Regions from separate parts of the Sus scrofa genome. Here region 2 is linked to region 1. The links are chromatin contacts, called in public Hi-C maps. All regions are on one chromosome and are shown on one strand. Each heading gives the region's core, a stretch centred on a gene start, on an enhancer-like site or on the middle of the called end of the contact. The rest is flanking DNA. Distances are from core to core; before and after follow the strand shown. Region 1 has its middle 44 kb from the start of CA3. Region 2 has its middle 71 kb from the start of C4H8orf59.

Region 1 (2,612 bases), core at 29-2,528:
CTCTCATATCTCATGTTTGTAATTTTTTCCCATCTGTGAGATTCTTAGTTTCTTTTTTTTTTTTTACACTTATCTTTCTCTGCTCTCAAACAGATGTAGGCTCCCATTGCAAAAAAGGGATGGTCTATGTAACAGCAGAGGTCATCTTGTACTGTTATCATATGTTAATGTGTTTTCTCCTCTGGTAGTAAACTTCTTGAGGTATATGTACCTAGCACAGAGCCTGGAACAGTATAGAGGTGCAAAAATATTTGTTGAATAAATGGATTAATGGCTCTAAATTCATTGACATTGCTCATGTTTAGTGCAAATTTTCTTGTAATACATGAATCATAACTGTCAGTTTGGGTTTGGCATATGTACTATGTGGTATTTGAAATCACTGACCAAAGGAGACATACTATAGAGCAGAGAGAGTGCTACATAGTATTCTGTGATAATCTATATAGGAAAAGAACCTGAAAAAGAATGGATGTGTGTATATATAAAACTAAACCACTTTGTTGTACGGCTGAAGTTATTGCAGCATTGAAAACCAACTATACTTCAATAAAACTTCAAAAAATAAAAAAATACCTATCAGTAATTAAAACTGATCATCCTTTAAGGCCAAGTTACCCAATAAGTTCAGCATTTATAATTTATAAGATTTAGAAAGTTTATAAAGGTTTCTCAAGCCTTATTTTTGTTTATATCCTTTTCCAGCATACACATTAGGTTAATACATTTACATATTTCCATGGTAGCTATGTTTATTAATCCAAATATCAAATTCAGGAAAATTATTAAGTCACAGTGCAAAAACAATGTCCTTCCAGGAGACTTTGTGCTATAATTTATTCATAATTATGATATTTTATACATTGTATCCATTCTGGTGGGTCCTTTAACAACTAATAATAGAGGGATCTGAGGTGATTCTTTCTTTTTCGAGGAGCCTCTATAATGCCAGGGTAGAGAAAAGAGCCTGTTTCATGGGCCATTTTTGGACAGGCTCTGTGTAGTTAGATGATCCTGTTCTGTCCCCTCTTACCCTTACAATGCCTTATACAGCCATTGGCAGCCAACTGCGGTGGTTCTGAAACCTCTCCAGGGCTGGCAGCTTCCTTTTCACTTTTACAAATCTGATTTCTAGAACCTCTGTGACACCCTGTGCAGGCAGCTTCCTAGAGTACAAAGCAGGTCCCTGTGCCAATACATTTGAGCATGCTCTGCTAGCTACTCTAGTATAGAACTTAAACCTCCAAGCATTGGCACTCCTAAGCCAGAGAGCTAAGAGGAACTGAGAGCCTTTAAAAGACTATAACCCAGGAGAGAAACCTAGGGGACCCATGCCTTAAGGCCTTTCACCCACCAAGAGTTTATTAAACATTTACTGTAGGCCCAGAACTTTGCCCCTGCTCCTGAATTTGACCCTGAGTATGCCTGAATGAAATCATTACTCTCTTTTGACTCCTTTAGTGTAAATGGAGCAGAAAAATAATCCTTTCTGTTTTCTGGTTTCTCTAGGAAAAGCAAATACATCTATATTGTCTGGAAAGAATGAGGGTTTGTTCTGGAGTTCATTGTCAGCCTCTTCCAATTATGAAATCTATCTTCAAGTCAACTGACCTCAAAAGTATGGTTGGGAATTTGTTAGGCACAGAAAGACTCAAGAGTTCTGAAAACTAAGAAACAAAAAAAAAATTTTGTTAGTCTTGGCAGGCCTCCCATTACAAATTTTGTTATTTAATGAAGGCTATTCAAAAATCCTTCCAACATTATACTTGGTGGAATTGCTCTGGTGCCACAATAAGTTATAATCACAAGTCATTTGTGTCCAACTTATTTCTTTTTTTTTTTCTTTTTTGTCTTTTTGCCATTTCTTGGGCCGCTCCCATGGCATATGGAGGTTCCCAGGCTAGGGGTTGAATCGGAGCTGTAGCCACAGGCCTACACCACAGCCACAGCAACGTGGGATCCGAGCCGTGTCTGTAACCTACACCATAGCTCACGGCAACGCTGGATCCTTAACCCACTGAGCAAGGCCAGGGATAGAACCCGCAACCTCATGGTTCCTAGTTGGATTTGTTAAACATTGAGCCACAACGGGAACTCCGTGTGTAACTTATTTCTTGTGCTCCAACTTATATTGAAGGGTGGAGTTTCAAAACAAACAAACAAAAAAGAATTGATTCCTTCCTTAGTTAGTCCCTTTGATGTATTTAGAACATATCTCCATAATAAAAATTTTCATAATTGGATAATAAGAATTTTCATTCTTGTCCTTTTCATTGCTTTGCACCTTCATTGTGGGTTAACTTGGGGCCTGTTTCGTCCTTCAGTACACAGCATCTAGTCAAGTGCCTGACTTCTGGGAGTTACTCATTAAATAGTTTATTGTAACATAAATAAAAACTTCTCAAGAAATAAAAGAGGTAAAAGAGAAAACTCTTGCCTTTGAGATTAGAGTAGAGCAGAATCACATATGTGGAGCTACTGTAAGGCAAGTAATGATGTCAGAGGTGGCCCCCATGTCATTTTTGACCATGAAAACTGGAGGAATTCAGATAAAGAAGAGAACTATTCTGGGGTTTAATTGGCTTGGGCAGGGTTTCATGATGGAGAGAATT
Region 2 (2,612 bases), core at 53-2,552, 120 kb after region 1:
GCACAGCAAACTCACTATGTCAATATTATGCTCATTTTGTGTGGATTAGCAAGAGACCTGAGATTAGCAAGAGCCAAGGCTCACAAGTCTTTGCACTTACTCCTCCTTCCTGCTGATGAGAAAGAGTACTCCTCTGTGACCACTATCCTTAACCTCAGATCTGAAAATGTGCAGAATGAAGTATTCAGATTGGCCCCGGATGATTCAATATGGGAGGGGAGGGCCAGAAACCCTGAAGATTTTCCAAAAGCCTTTACCTTTCCTAGAAAAGCTAAAGAAAAAAAAAAATCCACTTTTCTCTTAGATGAGAAAGCAAGAACCTGATTTCTCTAGAAAAATCCTAATTATGCTCCCTTAATTTTTGGTGAACACTTTTGTGAATTTTTTGGGTTCTGAATTCCCCTAATTGGAAGAATGGCCCCAGAGGAGAGGAGGCATGTGTGTGGTAGATGGATCTACAGGGGATCTGAGGGAAGAAAGCTAAGTGAGCAAGGAGTTAGTGCCTTTAATGAAGTCTTTGAGCCTCAAAGGCAGGAATGAGGTCTTGATTCAACAGAGAATGAGGACTGAAGAAAGAATGGTCTCTAGAGTTCCGGTTGTGGCTCAACAGTAACAAACCCGACTAGTATTCATGAGATTGCAGATTTGATCCCTGGCCTCGCTCAGCGGATCAAGGATCTGGCATTGTGGTGAGCTATGGTGTAGGTCACAGACATGGCTCAGATCCTGAATTGCTGTGGCTGTGGACTAAGGCCAGTGGCTGCAGTTCTGATTCTACCCCTAGCCTGGGAACTTCCATATGCTGCGGGAAAGGACCCAAAAAAAAGAAAGTGATCTAACTCTACCAAGAGGGAGATGGTGCCAAAGAAAAGGACCATGTGTACAAACACAGATACCTCTAGAAAACTTTTCTTTTTTTTACACATCAGTGACAATGCTGGATCCTTAATCACTAGGCCACCAGGGAACTCTGAGAAAAAAGATTTTAATAAGTAATTCTGATACCTGCTAACAGACCCTGAGCACTGCTGTAAGACCCTTCCCCCCGCCCCCACCACCCCCGGCCCACATCTAGTCCATCCCTTTTGCATAGAAGGAGAACAACTCACAGCTAAGACTCTGCCATTGATAGGAAACACTGGAAAGGACGACCTTTATAGAAGCACCAGTTAAGAGCCACCCAGCATGAAAGCAGCACTGACTCCAGGAAATTAACAGACAAACTTGCTTCAACCTGAGGCCGCTCCCTCTGATTGTGTGCTTAGCAGAGGCAGAACACAGAGGGTAAATATATCAAAGGTTTTCTGTTAATGAGTACTTCCCCAGCTTTCTCTCCCTTGGCAGGGGCAGAGGAATAGCCCAGTGGAATCGGTATGGTGCCCAGAGGATTAAGAGCTACCAAGAGCTGGTGGCAGGGATGCACCCTGAGGGAATGGTAGCCCGGAGATGCACCTGCAGGAGAAGGGAGAAAGGAGTTAAGAACAAAAGAGAAAAAAAGAGAGAGAGAGAGAGAAGGAATTCCAGGACCCCACGTATGGGCAGACTTATTCATGACACAAATGCGACGCTCTCTGTTTCATACTAAAAAGTAAAGCCAAGGGAGTCTTTGGAAGGGACTGGAATCCAGCACTAGCAGGTCGAAGTCGGTTCTGTGTTAAAGGCCCATGGTATGCAATCTCCTGGTGGCCTGCCTACTTCCAGAGGGAATCAGCTTTTCTTCTCCAACAGCACCACCTGGGGGTTAACAATAGGAACAGATCAGGGCTGCCCTATAACTTCCTCATTTTTCATCCTTTAAAGAGATCATGCCCACGTCAATTTTTTTTCCTAAAGTTTTGGGGGGTTTGTTTGTTCGTTTGTTCTTCCATTTTTAGCTGCCCCTGTGGTATGTGGAAGTTCCCAGGCCAGAGATAAAATATGAGCCAGAACTGCTGAACTACACTGCAGCTGCAGCAATGCTGGATCCTTAAACCCCTGCTCTGGGCCAGGTATTGAACCAGCCCCTCCACAGAGACAATCTGGATTACTGACCCACTGTGCCACAGTGGGAACTCTCCTGAAGTTTTATTTTTTAATTCCTGTTAAAATATGCCTTTTCTTTCACCACATATTCTCCCTTTCAAATGCTGACTATTTACTGCAAGAACCTCTTTCTCCTTCTCCCCATCCTCTCCTGTGCTTCCTTTCTCTTAGTGCTTCTCTCACACCAGCAGTGTTGTTTTGGAAGATCTGGTGTCCAGAGCAGAAAGACTGCCTCAGTTTGAAAATATGGCATCCATTAAACTCTGAGGGAGGGACTGCAAGTGAATCAACTAGACAGTAAGATTTATACTCTTGCACATGGCATGAAAACTTGAAGAAGCCTTTCAAAGCACCAAAGCATGATTGTAAATAAGTTGTGAACATATATGTATATGCATTATTGTACTAACTCACATCTTCGGCTGCAAAAATCTTGTCAAAGTTTTTTTAAGGAGCACTGCACACTCTATATGATGCCAAGCTGACATATAAGTCTACACTCAGAGAGTTCTCGTTGTAGTTCAGTGGGTTAAGAACCTGATATAGTGTCTATGAGGTTGCAGGTTGGATCCCTGGCCTTGTTCAGTGGG

The links. Hi-C and Micro-C count contacts between places; a contact is called where the count stands out from the background.
Region 2: a Hi-C map of liver shows a contact between it and region 1, with 5 times the contacts expected there. The contact joins two enhancer-like sites. A contact is called at or near these places in 5 of 47 Hi-C or Micro-C datasets (embryonic fibroblasts, liver and retroperitoneal adipose tissue) and 1 of 2 datasets of contacts at active chromatin or transcription factors (skeletal muscle).

What each region holds. Positions count from the first base shown.
Region 1 is chr4:51,280,118-51,282,729 of Sscrofa11.1, forward strand. No RefSeq gene overlaps it. Among named protein-coding and RNA genes, the nearest start is that of CA3, 44 kb to the left of the region's middle. Within about 2 kb of position 1,279, at least 6 of the 83 cell types and tissues checked have an H3K27ac peak or open chromatin away from gene starts, as enhancers often do. A contact at or near this core is called in liver, where this site is marked.
Region 2 is chr4:51,397,184-51,399,795 of Sscrofa11.1, forward strand. No RefSeq gene overlaps it. Among named protein-coding and RNA genes, the nearest start is that of C4H8orf59, 71 kb to the right of the region's middle. Within about 2 kb of position 1,303, at least 6 of the 83 cell types and tissues checked have an H3K27ac peak or open chromatin away from gene starts, as enhancers often do. A contact at or near this core is called in liver, where this site is marked.